Linked DNA regions of Mus musculus: region 1 is linked to region 2. Evidence: chromatin contacts called from public promoter capture Hi-C data. All regions are on one chromosome and are shown on one strand. The core of a region is the stretch at or near the end of the contact, and the rest is flanking DNA. Distances in the headings are between cores, read along the strand shown.

The links. Promoter capture Hi-C pulls out the DNA fragments that hold promoters and counts their contacts.
Region 1: a contact with region 2 is called in a promoter capture Hi-C map of pre-B cells, with 5 times the contacts expected there. The contact joins the promoter of Myo9a here to the promoter of Ireb2 in region 2. A contact is called at or near these places in 2 of 39 promoter capture datasets (erythroid cells and pre-B cells).

What each region holds. Positions count from the first base shown.
Region 1 is chr9:59,748,951-59,754,667 of GRCm38.p6, forward strand. Myo9a (myosin IXa) reads left to right here and starts at 2,224. Exons shown (of 44, transcript NM_173018.2): 1 at 2,224-2,395. It overlaps Senp8 (SUMO/sentrin specific peptidase 8), which reads right to left and starts at 1,699. Exons shown (of 2, transcript NM_027838.3): 1 at 1,628-1,699.
Region 2 is chr9:54,859,997-54,865,279 of GRCm38.p6, forward strand. It overlaps Ireb2 (iron responsive element binding protein 2), which reads left to right and starts at 3,759. Exons shown (of 22, transcript NM_022655.3): 1 at 3,759-3,900. The coding sequence starts at 3,882.

The DNA of each region.
Region 1 (5,717 bases), core at 974-3,473, 4.9 Mb after region 2:
ATAACTGAGGTGATCTGATTAGGATTGGAGATGGGAAGCAGAAGTGGTAGCCGATGCAAAGAGGATCCGAAAGCTTACGGCCGCCTTGGCTACCAAGCAATTCAGTGAGTCCCTATTGCAAAAACCCAAAGCAAGAGCAAAAACTGAGAGAAGCTGGGGATAGGGCTCAGTTGAGGAGCACGGCCTAGCACTAGCTGCAAACTTCCCGCCTACATGCCCTCCCCGCCTCCCACGCACACGGAACCGTCCTGACTGGAAAGGCAGGAGTGGCTTCCCTTCTCTCAGTTCCCAGAGCAGTCATTTAATTCTTTCAGTCTTCTGCTAAAGCTTCTCATCTTATCTTCAATTCTTTCTCGTCAAAGGATTCCTGCTTTTAAGGTTTGGAAATCAACTCCCTCAGCTTCTTGTCTATTCACACCACTCATCGCTCCTGTGTAGCTTGCTGGACTCTACCCTTAACATTAGTCATCTAGTGAGCTATAGTTTGTTGGAGGGGTATTAGTTTTACTTAAAAAAAGAAAAAAAAAAAAGCATCCTAGGTGATTCTAATGGACGGACAAGCTCGTGTTCTCCTGCTGTTTTTCTCTTCTCTACCCCTCCTCACCCTTAGTCATTCACTTTCAGGTTCCATGGCTCACCCTTCACTCACCCATCACGCCCCGACCTCCCCAAGTCAGGACTGACCCAGAGCCCAGAATCTAGTGCTTGTTCTACTCACTGAGCTAAACTTCACTTTATTCTTTGAGGCAAGGTTTCACTATGTATCCCCTGCTAGCCTGAAACTCGGCGTGTACTACCATATCTGCTTTTTTTTTTTTTTTTTTTTTTTTTTTTAAAATTGGCTCAGACTGGCTTCCCACTTGGAGATCTAGCTGCCTTATTCTTTCAGGAGCTAACAGGCCAGCCATCCCAGGCAATCAGCCATCTTCAAAAACAGCCTTTGCACCTGCATCTGATTATTTCTTGCACTTGTTATAGTTAAGTTTCCCCCGCCTTGTGATCAAGATTGGCCTTAAATTCACTCGCCACATAGTCTAGTTGTTTCAAATGGAAGTCTACCTGCGCGGTTTTTACTAGGTATATGCCAATCCTCTTGCTTTTTACTCTTAGGTTGTTTGTCACATGCCTTTGTACTAGCCTTTCTCTACTCCCATTTTCTTTCTGGCCAGTTTCGGTCCACCAAGGTTTTAACACGAGTTCTCCACAGGCCTGAAAGTCATTTGGGAAAAGTCCTCTTCTGCAATCAAGGACCCCCCCCCCCCCACTCCCCCGTTTGTGTTCAGCTCATCCCGTGTTATTTTACTGTGTTACCATTGCGGATTCTTTGTTTCCTACATCACAGCACTTCAAAAGAGCGGATATTTTTTCATTTTCTTCTAATATTCTGGATTTTACAGCATAGAAACAACTCAGTGAAAAGTCTGTGGAATGAATGGAAAGAAATACTTGGCCACGGGGGCGGGAACAAGTGGGGGGAGGGGCGTGCGTGTGTGGAAAAGGGGCGGCGCTGAGAATCCAGCTGCAGAATGAGGAAGGGGCTCGGACACACTAGAGTCTGCGTGGAGCGCAAAGCGATCCACTGCTTCCAAAAACTGAGACAAACCTAAGTAGGGAGGAGGCGTCTTACCTATTCCTCAGGCCTCACCAACCCAACCAGCCTTCAGGGAGCTCTGTACTGGCCGGAAAGTGAGACTTAAGGTCGTAATCCCAGAGTTTGCCTTTCCAACCTTACGACGTTTTTATGTAGTAATCGAGAATCTAACACGGAGGTCTCAGCCCTGCCGTAAAGTGAAGAAGGAATGGGGAGGCGGGGCCATTCGGAGGGTGGAAAATAGGCGTGTCCGCGCAAGCGCAGGCAGCCCGCTCCAGCAGCGTCACGTGCGGAGGCGGGGCCGGGCGGGGCTGTCCGGGGCTTGGCAGCAGGGGGCGTGGGAGGTAAGTGCGCGCGCGCCTGCTCGGCTGCTGCTGGAGAGCCGCGCGGGGCGGGGCCGCGTGAGCGGGGTCGGGGGCGCGCAGGCCTGAGAGGACTGGGGACGCAGAGGCAGTTGGCGGTGGCCGTCGGAAAGTCCTGGCAGGACGGGGAGGGACTGCGGCGGAGATACCGGTCCCCGGGCAAAAGCAGGGACCGCGGTTTAGCTTCCAACGCGTGCTCTCTGGGCGGGGTGCGGCGGGGGATGTGCCTGCCCAGTCCGGGCGGAGTCTCTCTGACAGGGCGGGGGATGCGCGGCCGCCGCTCTCTCGGACCCTGAGGCGACTGGGCCCACCCTCGCGGAACCCTCCTACCCCCCGGCGGCCTCGGCCTCTGCTTTCTCCTTCTGACCCTGGAAACCGAGCTGGGGAAGCGGCTACCGCCGAAGAGGAAGGGGCTGTGGTGGCCACCGCGGCGCAGCCAGAGGTAAGACCCGCCCCAGCACCCAGCGGCCCTGCCGCCTGGCCTGGCCCGGCCCACGTCTCCCGCTCGGCTCTTTGGCTCCCGGAGGGCTGCCCCGCCCCGCCCCGGCGGAGACGCCCCGCCAGCAGCTCTGCCCCTAAAGCCTAGCAATCGCCGGAGTACCGCCGGGATTCCACCCCCAGACTCGACTCTCCCGTACCTTTCATTGACCAGACACCATTCTGTCCACCAGTAGCCGCGGCGCTTCTGTCACTGGCCCCCTTCCACCTCCTGCTAGAACCTCTTTAGACCCTCTTTAGGACTCTGACTGGAACCTCTAGACACCGTTATGTCGGAGCGGATCCTTGTCTGGGAACCAAGGCCACTACTGCTTCCTAATGCATTGCTACGTCCCAGATCTTTGGGTATCCTACGAGTCATCGCTACCCGAGCTTTCATAGGGACCCTCACGCAGCTTACTTCCAGTCAGGTTTGCTAGGTTTTCCCCCTACCCATACGAGCTTTCAGATAGCCCAATGTCATGATGCTCTTACCTAGTAGGTCTCCGGTTAGCCCTTCAAATCACCATCAGAGTGCTGGATCGCCCCCTCACACCCCCCCCCCCCCCGCCCTGGTGTAGTTTCTCTAGAAGACCTCTTAAGCAAACCTTGTTACCTGATTTCTAACCAATCGGGATCTTTGGTTGAAAAGAAGTTTCCAGGAAAACTCGAAGGGGTTATTTACATAGTCCAGTATATTCACTCCATTGGATTTTAAGGAGTCAGACTGAGACCCATGTTTGGAGCCTCAGGGACTGGTTGCTGAAAGGGAAAGAGAGCAAAGAGTGTGAAAGCCCAGGCAGGGAGGGTATGTGTGCTGTTACAAGGGCAAGCTGCTTGCTCCTCATCTTGTCTCTTCAGTAGAAGGAAAGAACCAGTCTATATCTTGTCACTTCTGGGCTTCTGTAAGGATTAAGTTGCATTACACCAATGAAGATAAGTAACTCTTCATATATTTGTCTCAGCACTGTAGATTTGTACAGATACACAGGTTTTTAACTAGAGGAGTTTTGGATTTACTGTTTTTGAACTTGTTAGAAAAACAGCATTTATAGCTGTTCTTAATCCCTGAAGGCTAATGTTTTTAGTATTTTTTTACCACCCAGTCTTCTCCAAGGACCAAGTATAAGTGTCATTCAGAATTGAAGTTATTATTAACAGCTTTCTTAGTAGTAGTAAAATATTGAATAAAATGTTTGTTGAAATTATACTCCTGAGATGTCAAGAGGGAAGCGTAATGTTAAGTGTTAAGTGTATAATTTTAATGTTTATGTAAGGGTGGGGGATATTTTTGTAGTTAGTACTTACGGTTTTTTTTTCCTTTCATTTTTTTGTGTCTGTGTGTAATACAGGGAGAAAAACCAATTTACATTATGGGTATTAATGAGACACAGTTTAGAAGTCAAAACCATCAGAATAGTGTAGTAAAAAGTTTCTCTTTCTCCAATCTCCAATTGTTCATTTTCTATTTTTCAGCTTCTGTAATTGGTATGATGTGATATTTCCAGCGTTTATAAGCTTATATCTGTATTTTAAAGACACACAAACTATACACAAATTATTCCATTTTCACATACTACTGCTGAGTCCTAGAGATCATTCAGCAATAGTGTTCACGGAAGAGCCACATTTACTGGTTGGGTAGTATTCCATTTTGATGGACTTGGATTTATTTTTAGTCCTTTTTCTAAAAATTACTGCAAGCTTTTATTCTAAATGTACCAGGTATTATATGTATAAATGATTTTCATGGTTTGAAAAAATTCTGATAATTATTTTTGTATTGAACCTATAAAAAGAAGTGTATCTGAAGTAAACTTCTCATGGACTCTCTTGAGCTACAACTCAAGACTACTTTTAATGGTAATTATATTTATCAGATCAATTATTAAAGGATTTGAAGTGAGGGACCAAAATGTTCAGATGAGCATTTTTAAAAGTCACTTTAGAGCAGATTAAAAGTAGAATAAAGTTAAAGCCAGAAATATATTAGAAGGGTGATACCATAGTTCTGAATTTGGATATTGGTAGTTGACAAGTCTTGGTGATTTGATGGAAAAGCATACAGAGAGGACAAAATTGGAGATATTGTTCCAATCTTTCCCCTTATGTGAGGATCCATATGATGAAGATTTTAATTTTTAGTTGTGACATGTTAAATAAATGGCTGTTACGGGCTGGAGAGATGGTTCAGTGGGTAAGAGCACTGACTGCTCTTCCAAAGGTCCTGAGTTCGGTTCCCAGCAACCATATGGTGGCTCACAACCATCTGTAATGACATCCAATGCTCTCTTCTGTTATGTCTGAAGACAGCTACACTGTACTCATATAAATAAAATAAATCTTTAAAAAAATAAATAAATGGCTGTTATGTAGTGAATTTGTGTCAGAAATTCATAACATCAGGTTCTGTGCCAGTAGTAAATTTTGGAGGCAAAGATGTATAGTTACAAGGAAGAGATTTCAGGCAGAAACTCAATATTTAGAGCATATAAATACCTAGATTAAGTTCTTTTAAGAAATTATTAGTAGTGAAAAACTACAATCTAATGTGTTGTTTTTACCACTAGTATTACTGTTTTAAAGATTTATTTTTGTTTGTTAGAGTATCTGTGTGTGCCTGTGTGTATTTGAGTGCATTGTTTGAGGAGACCAGAAGAGCATGTCCAAATTCCCTGAGCTGGAGTTAGAGGCAGTTGGAGCAACTGGACTAGGTTCTGGTAACCTCAGTAGGGTCCTCTACAAGCGCAGGTTGAGATCTTAACCTCTCAACAATCTCTCCAGCCCCACTAGTATTACTTTTTGTAAAAGGGTCTCGTGCCCTTCAGGCTGACCTCAAAACTCACTATGTAGCCTAGGCTGGCCCTGAACTTCTTAACTTTATCTCTGGAATGCTAGGATTGTATGAATGTGCTACCATGTTTCTTTCATGGAGCGCTAGAAATTGAATCCATGACTTTGTGTGTGCTAGGCAGACACTTTATCAATCGAGCTATGTCTTGAGTCTGATTATTTTTAGAGATAGTGTTTTCTCATTTAGCCTAGTTGTCCTAGAATTCTCAATTTAGCTTCATCTGATCTCAAATTCTTGAGCATATTATTATATTATAGGTGCTACAACAGAGGGCTAAACAATTTTTTTCTTTAGTTAATTTAGTGATATATAGTTTTTGAGGAGATGGTATAAATTCATTGTTTTTTGTTTTTTTTCTTTTTAAATTCGATGATGATCTTGATGCATTGTACATGTCTATTGGTGTTCTTGCTTCAGATACCTAATTTAGGTA
Region 2 (5,283 bases), core at 2,509-5,008:
TCTCTCTCTCTCTCTCTCTCTCTCTCTCTCTCTCTCTCGGTTTTTTTTTTTTTTGAGTCAGGGTTTCTCTGTAGAGCCCTGGCTGTCCTGGAACTCACTTTGCAGACCAGGCTGACCTCGAATTCAGAAATCTGCCCGCCTTTGCCTCCCAAGTGTTGGGATTAAAGACATGTGCCACCACCAGGTTTCTTAATTATACTGTCTCTGCTATAATCTGGCTAATCAAAGAAGGCATTAGTATAAGTTTCCCGGGGTTTCTATGACACAACATGGGTAGCAAAAACAATGATTTCAGAGGAAGTAGGAGGGGGATAAGGGAAGTATGCATTACATACACGTACGAAATTGTTAAAAAATAAATGATTAAAAAACAAATGACACTATGTAATTTTCACCTGTAAGTTAATATATATGACTTGAGGTCACTTTTAGCATCTCGTAGCATATCTTTATGTGAGTATTCTGTACTTTTTACCCGTGCTCCTTTGGCAGGCATTGAGGTTGCCTTCAATGTTATTATAAGCAGTAACCTCGTGCTTACCTACCCTGTGCCCGCCTTCATATGCACCTAAAGCCACAGGCGACACCATTGAGACACGGTCAGTACGAGTCATTCCAGTGGCTCATGTGGTGATGGCAGTTTATAGCCTTTGCCATTATAGAGCGTCAACATTGTAAGTAAATACTTTTTTAAAACTTGGTTGCATAAGTTTTCATGAACTTTGAAGTGAGCGCTGTGATGCAATATCTAAAGGTTGGACTCACCTGATGAACCTTAGCATGAAGAAACAATGAGGCAAGTTCCAATTAATGAACATTTTGCAAAAACAACTATGTGCTTTGACAGATACCAACAGCACCAAGGAAAATAAGCAGCTAAGAGACTATCCTAAGTACAGACTAGACAGGATTGGATTTTAGTGGGAAAAAGTTTCTAGAAAAACAATATTATCTAGGCGTGGTAGCACATGGCTGTAACACCAGTACTTGGGAGGTTGAGGCAGGAGAACTGCTATAAGTTTGAAGATACTTTGGGCTTTTTTCCCCTCTGAGTCAGCTCGAGACACCCAAGACCAAGTTCTCAGCAAAAAGGAGGGACAGAGGACAGGATAGGGGACAAAGACTGGAGATAAAGGACAGGGAGAAGGGGAAGGGAACAGGGAGGGGAGAAAGGGAGCAGGACAAAGGGGGAAAGGAGCATGTCTGTGGGGGAGGGGAGCAGGGGACTGCCTCTGGATGGAGAGCAGACAGACAAGCCTCCTAGGCATATGACAGTTTATAAAGGGAAAAGGGAAACCCTGGGTTAGGGTGAGGTTTTAAATTTAATTGTGCGTGTTAATTAGGTGGGCCAAAGGGGGCTGTTGATTGCTGGACTTCAATCTTTTAATAGCTGGACCTTTGTTGTCAGCCTCAGGAGGAAGAAGTAGCTAAATAAGGGAACAGACCTTGATTGCCAGCTTTAGGAGTGTAATCTAACAGTTTTACAAGGCAGAGGGAATGAAGGAGAAGGGCAGGCCCTGCCAGAGCCACGTTTGTCACGCGTGGGCAGCCTAGTGTCCCTTTGGGGTTGTCTGGTGAATGTGGAATCAGCCAGAGCTACACAGCAAGACCATCTCAAAACAAATAAATAAAACAAGGTAAACAATTGAAACAATTGGCAACATTTTAAAATTTGGTTGTAAATGATGTCAATGTTTGATTATAGAATATTAATAGGGCTGATTCTTCAAATGCATAAAGTGTAAATATTAATGGTACTGTACCAGTGCTAAATTTCCTTCTTTCTTTCTTTCTTTCTTTCTTTCTTTCTTTCTTCTTCTTTTTTTTTTTTTTTTTTTTTTGAGACAGGGTTTTTCTGTATAGCCCTGGCTGTCCTGGAACTCACTTTGTAAACCAGGCTGTCCTCAAACTCAGAAATCCACCTGCCTCTGCCTCCTGAGTGCTGGGATTAAAGGCATGTACCACCACGCCCAGCTAGTGCTAAATTTCTTGAATTTAACTGTTGTAGTGTGGTTGTATGAGAGACTGTCCTGGGGGGATGGAGAGATTGCTTAGCAATTAAGGCCATTTGTGCTCTTGTAGAAGACTTCAGTTCAACCCCCAGAACCACAACAAACGAATTTTCAAAAGCTCAAACTAGTGAAAACCATGAGATTTGAGAGATAGGTTGGTAATTAGGATGATTCAACACCCTCTTCTGGCCTCCTTGGGCACCTGCACACACATGACATACACTAACATTGAGATACACATATAAATAAATCTTTAAAACATAAAAAGAAAAGCCCAAGTCTTGAAAGAGTGAGTAAGGGTTAGCCAACGGTGTACAGGAGTGTTGTTTCAAGAGAAGCAGAACTATTCAGTTCAGCCTCGTGAACAATGAAGTTATACGTGAGCTCTTGCTTCCATCTGAATGCATCGCAAATCCAGACTCAGTTTCTTGGTATGTGAGTTTGGTTACTGTGTCCTTCCTAGTTTGTTTCAGTTTCATGGAGATGATTTCGAGAATAGTCATGCCCTTGAGACTTTCTGAGAAGACTGTCACAGTTGTTAAGGTCAGGAAGCCAGTGGATCAAGTGGACTTCTAAACAGTAATGGAAGAGAGGAGCCAAGGATAGCGTGCTGGTATGTGCTTAGGCGGTGGCATTCGCTGGTGTAGGTGACAGACACATAAGGACTCAGTCACTGGCTTGGGTGGCAGTGGTTGTGGTGGTGGTTTTGCATAGGAGATGCCTGTGGTAACAAGCGTTAGGATATATTCCTCTAAGCTTAGGAGATGGGTTTGAGTTGTAGGTAGGCTAGAGAGCATCAGCTTATGAACGGATAGCTGGAGCCAATAGACAGATGAATGAGCCAGAGGAAATGAAATCTGGTGCAAAGCTCATGTCACGAGATAGAGTTAATGACAGTACACTTAATAGCTGGGCAGAGAAAGGCCCTGGTAGAGGAGACTGGGATGAAGCAGGCTTGGAGGCCAGGAAGTACAGAATAGTTTTGGAATTATGGAAGCTAATACAGTTTGTCTTAGCAAACATACTAAACAAACAGTTAAAGCAAGAGCTGGGGTATTAGCAAATAGTTATGCCTACCTTTATCACAGGCATTTTTGGAAGTGGAAACCAGTCTGAGAAGGGATAGGAGTGGGGAAGAAAAGGGCAAACCAGACAACTCCAAAGAGTCCGCTAACCAAAAGACAAGACAGGGAAGACATAAGGACTCTCCCTGGCGGGGCCAGAGAGAAACTTAGGACACCATCACGTTTAACTGCTCCTGGGAAGAGAAAGGTTGAAGTTATAGGAAAGTATGGACATTTTAATTCATTCAATTAGTCGATTGCCTATGTGTCCCATTAACCCGGCCTTGTTCTCTTGAGAATGCACGAGTGGGCGCCTCATTACATCACGGCTTAACACAAGGCTTTACCATGCAGGGAGAACTTGAGTCCCAATCCTGGCTCTTTCCTACAAGACAGTCCTGCAGACATCGCGGGACCTCAAAACCTCACGGTATACTTTTGGGCCCACAAGAAAGTAACGGAACCTATGGCGTCCCGTTGTCAAAGTTACTAACCTCCCAGGGTTCCGCCCCCCCACCTCCAGCTCTGGAGAACAACAGAGGCTGCGCAGAGACCCGCCTACCCGCTGGCTCCGCCCCGCTCTTTCTTTGTTTCGCCGGTCCGAGGATCTCGCGAGAGTTAGCCGGCAAATCCCGCGAGCGCGGACCCCGGGCCAGCTCTGCGGCTCTCGCGGTGCCTGCGCGAGACTGCTTCCTTCCTCCTTTCCCCTGCCCGTCCGCCCGTCTTCCTCCCTCTCTTCCCGGCCTGGCCTCCCCCTCCTTCCCCCGCTGGCCCCCTCCCCGCAGGGATAATATGGTCTCCGGCGATGGACTCCCCAAGTGCAGGTCAGTTCCCGGCCGCCGCCTTAGCGTTGGCGGCTGGTGGCGTGCGCTGCTGTACATCCGTGGCCCTCGCTGTGCTCTGCTTACGGTCACCCGGGGGGGCGGTCGGGCCCTCAGGGCTTGGTCGTTCTCTCCCCTCGGGGCGGAGGCCGCGAAGGCCGGGCGTCCCCGCCCGCGCGTCCCGCTCTTCAGCGGAGCGCTAATTCCGCCCCTGGCCGGGGCCCGCTGCTTGTTGGCTGCAGCCTCCAGGCCCCCAGGAGGAACTGCTGGGGCAGGGACAAGCCCACGTCTTTCTCTGCCCGCCCCCCTTTTGTGAGCATTGAGTGTCGGAAGACCTGGCTCCCTTGTTTGGCTTTCACTCTGCTGGCTGATCCTTCTACCCAGCATCCTGGGATCTCCCTTTCTTTGCTCCTGGAAGTGGAGGGGCTGTCGAGGCTGAACGTTAGCCGGTTCCCAGATCATTTGTTGCAGTCTCCTCCCCCATCCACCTCCCTCCACAAAAGAAAAACACTGTTCTTTCTGAATGGACTGTGCTTGTCTTTTCTGGTTTTGGAAGAAGATCTTAGAGCAATGTTTAAGGGTCTCACCCATCCAAGTAATGAGGCCGCATAATGAATTTTTATCTACCTCACCCTTTCTCACAACACTGAGAGTGGGGGCATATTCAATTAGTGCATAACCATTAAGGGTATATCTCTTAGTAGAATCTAATGTGCCAGTTTACCTAGATATTTTGATGGTCACTTTAAAAATCATCTTTAGTGTTCTGTTGTTGGATTTTTAATTGCCTTTTGAACCTCTAACAATGGTTTTGTCAAAGCATTATCTCTGTACTTAAGCATGTTCAGGGCACGATTTCTGAATGCTTGTACATCATTTAAACCATTCTTATGGTCTCTTTGCAGACATTTAACATTTCTAAGATTGAAAAGCCATTGGGTGGGTAATGCTGTAATCCCAGCATTCAGGAGACAGAATGGGCGATTATTGCCTCTACTTGCAGGCTCTCCTGGGTTGCCCAGTGAGGTTAAGTCCACTCTGGGATACAGTGACAACACCCTGTGTCAACAGGCAAGGTAGAAAGCTGTCTGTCTCACTAGTTTCTGTTTGACAAGAGTCGAGGTTTAGAATTGTCCCCTTGCAGTCCCGTGGAGACGAGTCTTGTGTCTGTGGTATGGGACAGTCAGCACCTCCATCACTGCCTCCATGGTTCAAGGTGGCCCTCGTAGCTGCCCCGCAGGGTAATGCAAATGTGCAATATTCCCATCAGCTTTCCATCACACACAGAGTTCTGCTGAGCAAAAGTTTGGGTGTTTTCTCTTTGAATAAGGTTCTTGGTAACTGTAGTTAATGTACTTAATGTATTTGATGGAATGTATTTAATGA